2 separate regions of the Sus scrofa genome follow, and region 2 is linked to region 1. The links are chromatin contacts, called in public HiChIP or PLAC-seq maps. All regions are on one chromosome and are shown on one strand. The core of a region is the stretch at or near the end of the contact, and the rest is flanking DNA. Distances in the headings are between cores, read along the strand shown. Region 1 overlaps LOC110260019 (a long non-coding RNA gene). Region 2 has its middle 34 kb from the start of EPCAM.

Region 1 (3,416 bases), core at 345-2,844:
GTACTGAAATGTGAACTGTGGAAAACTCAGCTTTGAGATGAAAGGTGAGTTGTATTTTTCATCTTTCTGCATCAGATGTTATCATACTTACTAGTTTCTATCTGAGGCCTGAATGAACTATAAGCTCTCTGAGTGTAGGGTCTGTGCTAATGTATTTCTTGGTATGTCCACAATGGCAAGAACCATTTCAAGGATGCAGGAGCCATTGGCTAAATAGTTGTTTAATGAATTAATGACTGCTTTTCTGGGTTGTATAAATTGCTCATTGAACATCTAATAATTTTATCAGTACTAAAGAGTAGGGAGAGCAGTAAAAACATACAAAAAATAAGATGTGCTCTAATGAAAATTTATATCCTTAAATGCCTTCATTAAAACAAATATCAACAACCCACAGAAGCTTGAATACTGGATGAATAAACAGATGTTGAGCAGGGCTTCTGCTGCAGTGTCAGCTTTGGTAGGAGACATTGTCAGGTCCAGGGACCCCCAGCCCTGGGGAGCTTCTCAAGAGCATGCAGAGTCTCCCCCGGAATGTCAGCACGGGACCCTGAGACCCCCAAGCCACCTAAGGGCTGATCTGCTGGCCAAGGGAAGGGGAGGCTTTGAACCTGGGAGCGTTTATGGCTTTGACAGTCGAGTGAACTGACTTTTTGTTATAGAAAATGGGACTCTTTATTTATACCCAAGAGTAACTGGAACGCTATGGAACCCGCTTTCGATTTCATTAGAAGAACACAGGTTGCTGGAGACTCTTTTGAGCCTCTGTGTGCGCCTCCTGAGGCAGCGCATTAAGTGAATTCTACCTGTCAGTGATAAGAGCTGTACTGTCCTTGAAGGAGCCTTGTTGTTGCCCGCCCGTGTTTGTTTCTTCCAGCCTGCTGCCCCTTGCAGTCCTGGTGCTCAGTCCGTGCCCAAAGTCGTCTGCAAACGTCTGTCCGTGGAATAAAAGGGGATCCTCAGGCAGCTGGGTGTGCTCAGTCAGGCTGCTTGGTGAAGGTCGGAGGAGTAAGAAAGCGGGACGGAGATGACGCATGCGCCTGTGAGGACGCCGCGGCAGGGGGCGGGGGAGCACGCAGTGGTTGTGTGCATGGGTGGGAGCCTTTAGACAGCCTAAGCTTCTGGGCTCAGATCAGGTGCAGCTGCTCCCCCAGGTGCTTGCACCCAGGCCTCTTCACAGGGTCTCTGTTGCCCGTGGGGTGTGGGGAGTCCGCATTATGGCTTCATGTAAATGAGCCTGGGCAGAAACTGTGTCCTGTTTCTGGTCTCCCCCCTCCCACCAGCTTGCACTTGCTAAAAGCTTGCTGTTGATTCATCGACTGGCAGGGCAGGGTAGGGGTAAGCTCTCAACTTGGCTGTACATCAGAATCACCTGGGCGGCTTTTAAAGCTCCCAGTGCCCAGGCCCACCCTGGACCAGTTACATCAGAATCTCTGGGGGTGGGACCCCGTCAAGAAGACTTTTTAAAGACCCTCTTCTTATGCCCATGCCCTGCAGTTGAGACCAACAGAGGGAGCCAGGTTGAGAGCTGGGAATATACTTGCATTCCGGCTGCCTATCCTGGCCTCATCCTAGCCCTGGCTGACCCCCATACACTCTCTAGAACACATACTTGGGCTTAATGGCAGGGGTGAGGCTGAGGTGATCCCCGCCATCTGTGGGGCTGCCTCTGGCTGTGGAAGATGTGACAAGGTCACCAGCAGCGTGGGCTGGATTTCTCACAAGTGCGATTTATGAGGCAAAAATTTCTCTCTTCATAAAAATGTCCCCGGTTCCTGTTGCGAAGGGTAATTGAGGCTTTTAGCTTCTGTGTCACGGTCATCACCCATTTCTTTATATGCCTGGTGGTATCGCCCACGGGGAATTAAGTCATATTCTTGGTCAGTGAGTAACATAGAGGTAGCGTGAACTGGACATCCAGGCCAGGTGACTCAGCCAGGACCAGAGTCCCTGGGGAGCATCTCTTCCTGTCCCTGTCCCTGGGTTCACTCAGACCACGCCGGGGGCGGGAGGGAGCAGAAACATCTGGAACGGCTCCTGCTTTCTTGTCTGTAAAAGGGGGGTAACGTGAGGGTTAAAGGAGGCCATGAATGTGAAAAATCTGGTGTGTAGTGGGTGATGGCTCATTTAAGCCACCTGACTGCTGCTTGCATTTCCACCGTTCCTCCCTTTCCCCACAGGGCCCCAAACACACAAACACAATTTTACCTGCAGCAGGAGCTGAGAAAGATTGGTGCACTGAATTCCAAACACCGGGGGTTCGGGCCAGAGGTAATACTCTTGGGGGATTTTAGGCCCCTTCCCCTTCCCTGCCATGAAGTCCTGCCCTCCCTCCCTTCAGTGCGCAGTCCAGCTGCAGGGCTCGCCCCTTCCCTGAGAGGGAGCCCCCTAGTGGCAGGCTGAAGGTCCCCTGCACATCTCTGGCGGCCTTCTCACCTCACCTGCAACCCTAAGTGGTACATAGACCCAGGAACAAAAATCTCTATCATTCTTCCTCTTGACAGATAAGGGAACAGACTCAGAGAAGCTTACCTTTTTGTCCAGGTCACAGAACTAGTTCCTCTATTCCAGTCATTTTTCCCAGTCTCGCTGCCCAGCTTTGACTCTGGGGATGAGAGCGCCCCCTGGAGGGTTCTCCTGGGAGTGGAGTCTTGAGGCTCGCTCCCCAGGGCCAGGGTGTTGAACTGAGAAGTCAAAGGACTGCAGATGGGGAAGTAGGCTGTCTGGGCAGAGAAAGGATGGGCCATGAGGGTTGGTGCAGGCCAGGTCCACTGCTCCAGTGCAGCCGAGGCACTGACTCATCAGGAAAAAGTGGCCGATTGTTGACTAGCCAGCGAGTTTGTCCTGAAAGAGCGTGTCCGTGGTGCTAGAGAGACTCCAGGTCTGAAACGGTTAGAATGGTGATGGCAGGAGACCGAGGCAGGCATGTCACGGGGAGTGTGTTCAAGGCAGTGAGGGTTCCTAGTCCTGGTTTTCCCAGTCAGCAGCTGGTGGGCTTGGGACCAGCTAAGCTCTCCGTGCCTCTGTGAACCAATCTCTAAAGTGTGGATTCCAGTCGCTATCTCAGTGGGCTGTTAGGAGGATTGATTAACATGTAAGAGAGCTCTTGTCAAATTCCTGGCCCAGAGCAAACCCAGTGTAAGTGTTTGCTGTCATCCTAACATCCATGAAGGTGCTGGCACATGGCAGGTACTTCACACCCAGTGAATCTGAATTTATTCATCCTTTTCAAGGAGCAGGAGGCAGCAGGGCCCTGTGTCTCTAGATGTCCCCCCCGCCCATGACCCAGCTCTGCCTGGTCAAGGTGGGCAGCCCAAGCTAGGGTTCAGGTTCAACTTAATTGGGACTTGAAGACATTCTGTGTGTGCTTTTTGTTTGTTTGGTGCTATTTGGCGAATCTCAAATAAGTGAAATGT
Region 2 (3,728 bases), core at 1,156-3,655, 440 kb before region 1:
TATGTAAATATGACACACCGAAGTTTGCATGGGAGTGTGTAATAAAGTCTGGCATCACCCTTTCAAGCATGCAGTGTTGCTCCATACTGCACAGTTGCAGTGGGACGATTGAAATGATCCAGTAAAAGCCCACAAGAACGACGTGGACAGGGAAGGTGGCTCCTGGGAGGAGGGGGTAGAAACCTCCATGAGGGCTCATGGGTTCTTGAACTGTACCCGCTTCAGAGTTGAGCCCAATGTGGAACACCCAGGAACTGCTGAGGATGGACCGGGCGGAGAATTACCTGCAAAGGTGAGTGGAGGTGATTCTCTCTCCGAACAAACAGAGAATGCAGCCTCCGCGATGACATCACCTGCGGTTCTGCGAAAGAGACAGTGCTTGGCAGAGGCGGATGTTAACCACACCTGGCTGGGTGGGTTTGGCCCTGTGCTGTCTGGTTCCATTCAAGGCTGGCTTCAGTGGGGGTTGAAGAGGCAGCTATCGATGTGGTGACCTGATCACCTCCACTTAAGTACGTCTCTGCCCTGAGCTAAGAGTCTCACTTTTAGACTTCAGTTCCTTTGTGTATTTTCCTCTTGTTAAAATGTGAACACCTGGGAGTTCCCGTCGTGGCTCAGTGGTTAACGAATCTGACTAGGAACCATGAGGTTTTGGGTTCGATCCCTGGTCTTGCTCAGTGGGTTAAGGATCTGGCATTGCCATGAACTGTGGTGTAGGTTGCAGATGAGGCTCAGATCTCGCGTTGCTGTGGCTGTGGTGTAGGCTGGTGGCTACAGCTCTGATTCGACCCCTAGCCTGGGAACCTCCATATGCCGCAGGAACAGCCCAAGAAATGGCAAAAAGACCAAAAAAAAAAAAAAAAAAAATGTGAACACCTGGAGTTCTGTTGTGGCTCATCGGTAATGAACCTGACTAGTATCCGTGAGGACATGGGTTCAATCCCTGGCCTCACTCAGTGGGTTAAAGATCTGGCATTGCTGTGAGCTGTGGTGTAGGTCACAGATATGGCTCAAATCTGGTACTGCTGTGCTATGGCATAGGCCTGCAGCTACAGCTCCACTTCTACCCCTAGCCTGAACTTCCATATGTCATGGGTGTGGCCCTAAAAAGACAAAAAAAAAAAAAAAAAAAAGTGAACACCTTGTCAGGAATGGTGAATTGAGGATTTTTTCCACCCAGTGGGGTTTCCAGTGGAGCACAGCACCCTACCAGATGAGAGATGCAGAGATAAAATTTGAGGAAGTCAGGATGGGAGGAAATGCACCTTTAGATTTTTTCTGAAAAGGCCCTGGTGCCCAGAAGGAGCCCAGAAGACAGAGGAAGGGATGAGGACGGGGTCTCACAGCCAAACATTAGCATGTAGCTTGGGCTAAGATCTGGCTAATTGAGGATAGGGTTAGGGTAATTGTGGTGGGAATGTCCCCCCAAGGAAATTCTCTGCCTCTCATAAGGCAAATTTACATTAGGGTTAGTTACAGGCATGATTAGGAAAGAGATTAGGAGCCATGACTGTCATCACCATGGAGAGCGGGTCTGGAGCTAGGAGGCAGGACCTCAGGTTAGAGCAGCTGGTGCTTCAGCGGCCAGAGATTCAGACTCAGACTACTTGGCTTGGAGTTCCCATCGTGGCGCAGTGGTTAACAAATCCGACTAGGAACCATGAGGTTGCAGGTTTGATCCCTGGCCTTGCTCAGTGGGTTAAGGATCCAGCATTGCCATGAGCTGTGGTGTAGGTCGCAGACTCGGCTCGATCTGGTGCTGCTGTGGCTCTGGCGTAGGCCGGCAGCTGCAGCTTCAACTGGACCCCTAGCCTGGGAACCTCCATATGTCGTGGGAGCTGCCCTAGAAAAAGCAAAAAGCCAAAAAAAAAAAAAAAAGAAAAAAGACTCTATTTGGCTTGACCTGCTGTCAAGGTATGATTGATGTCAGGCATGCTAGAAGGCTCTCTCCCCCCTGTTTCCACACCTGCTCACCGAGGCCTGACATTCCTTTTAATGGAGAGCAAAGCCTTGCATTGTGTAACTAAAGAGCAAGCTTCAAAGGACCGGAGGGAAAGAGAGAGAAGATACGGTACACACAACATTGAAAGAGACAAAGAAAGCCCAGGGGCCTAGGGCTGGGGAGATCGAAGGGGTGTGTGTAGGGGGGCAATGGAGTGTCTAGAATGGTATAATTTTGCTCAAGGCCATCCCAATGAAGAAAAAATTTTTTTCCCTCACAACAGCCACAGAGTCCCTTCAGAATTTCTTTAAGCTTTCCAAGAATTAGGAAGCAGACGAAAAGGAGACCTTTCTTTAGACAAGTTACTGAGAATATGAGGGGGTGGGGTGTGTGGAGGGGGCTCAAATTTTATATCTAAATTCTTTAATAGGCCTCCAACCCCCACTTTGAAATGCAGTACCGCCCTCTGCTGGCCATAGTGGGTAGAGTTCACCAAAACCAAGGACAACTTCCATGCTCTTTTTCCATAATCCAGGAAAGATCAGAGCCTTGCCTTCCCGCATGAGGTGAGAGACAAATCCAATGTGGAATGGTGTTCCCACCACCATGCCCCATCAGAAATCATCCCTTAGTTTCTTTTGGCTTTGCTCTCTCTCTCTCTCTTTTTTTTTTTTAGGGCCACACCAACAGCATATGGAGGCTCCCAGGCTAGGGGTATAATCACAGCTACAGAGACAGCTTACACCACAGCCACAGAAACATCAGATCTGAGCCGAGTCTGCAACCTATACCACAGCTCACTGCAATGCAGGATCCTTAACCCACTGAGCAAGACCAGGAATGGAACCCACAACCTCACGGTTCCTATTCGGATTCATTTCACTGCGCCCCCACGGGAACTCCTGTCTTTTGGTTTTGAATTTAAATAGGTATATCTAGCTTTTTTAGCCCCTGCTTAGCAAATTAGGTCACATTGGCATAAATGTTCGAAGAACAGTAGATCCAAACCCTACGCATCTGATTGCCGGGCCCTGGCCATCTTCCTCAGAGACTCTGTCTCAGTGCTCACTGGAAAAGTAGGCCTGTGATCTGGGGCTCTGGGCACCTGGGAGAGCCCTTCTTGCCAGCTCCTGACCATACAAAGGCTCTTGGCCAGTGAAGCCCTTTAAGAAACTTTCCTGCCACACGGCTGACCATGGCCCAGGCACTGCTGATGCCCAGCTCTGCCAGAGTGACCAGTCCTGCTGGCCCCAGTTTCTACACAAAAAATAGGAAGAAGGAGCCCGGTAGAGATTTGGGATTTATTCAGATATGCTTGTATAACCAAAGAACTCAACTTGAATGCTCTCAGTTGCCTGGTGTTATTTATGTTTGGGTATTAAAACAAGGTTTTTGCTTAGGGGCTATTTTTCAGTCTTGGAAGAAGCCACAAATCAACTCTGAAATCAAAGTGAAAACTTTCCTATTATTCTCTATTATTCTTTTTTAATGTTTAACCCCAAATCTGCCTTCCTTTACTTCAGAGGTCTTCAAAACTTTCCATAATGAAGAGTGGGTGCATATTCATCGAATCCCTTAAGATGAGAAATGGAGCCTAAAAAAAAGATGTTCCCAGCACAGCTCCCCAGGAATCAGTGGTATTAAGTATTAAAGTCAAGTTTCACCTTGGGGAGGAAAAAAAAAACGTGTCTGTGGGTTTATAGACTTTTCTCAAAGCACATGGGGAAACATGAAATATGGGTCTGATTTCAGAGGCTGGTGAATGGACGCTTATCCAGTTTTCAAA

What was found. HiChIP or PLAC-seq counts read pairs in DNA pulled down with a chosen protein or histone mark.
Region 2: a contact with region 1 is called in an H3K27ac HiChIP or PLAC-seq map of alveolar macrophages. The contact joins two enhancer-like sites. A contact is called at or near these places in 8 of 47 Hi-C or Micro-C datasets (brain, embryonic fibroblasts, epiblast stem cells and 5 more) and 1 of 2 datasets of contacts at active chromatin or transcription factors (alveolar macrophages).

Annotation. Positions count from the first base shown.
Region 1 is chr3:93,653,712-93,657,127 of Sscrofa11.1, forward strand. LOC110260019 (a long non-coding RNA gene) reads right to left here. Exons shown (of 3, transcript XR_002342725.1): 2 at 2,533-2,723; 3 at 1-2,049. Among named protein-coding and RNA genes, the nearest start is that of MCFD2, 34 kb to the left of the region's middle. Within about 2 kb of position 1,595, at least 9 of the 83 cell types and tissues checked have an H3K27ac peak or open chromatin away from gene starts, as enhancers often do. A contact at or near this core is called in alveolar macrophages, where this site is marked.
Region 2 is chr3:93,217,641-93,221,368 of Sscrofa11.1, forward strand. No RefSeq gene overlaps it. Among named protein-coding and RNA genes, the nearest start is that of EPCAM, 34 kb to the left of the region's middle. Within about 2 kb of position 2,406, at least 6 of the 83 cell types and tissues checked have an H3K27ac peak or open chromatin away from gene starts, as enhancers often do. A contact at or near this core is called in alveolar macrophages, where this site is marked.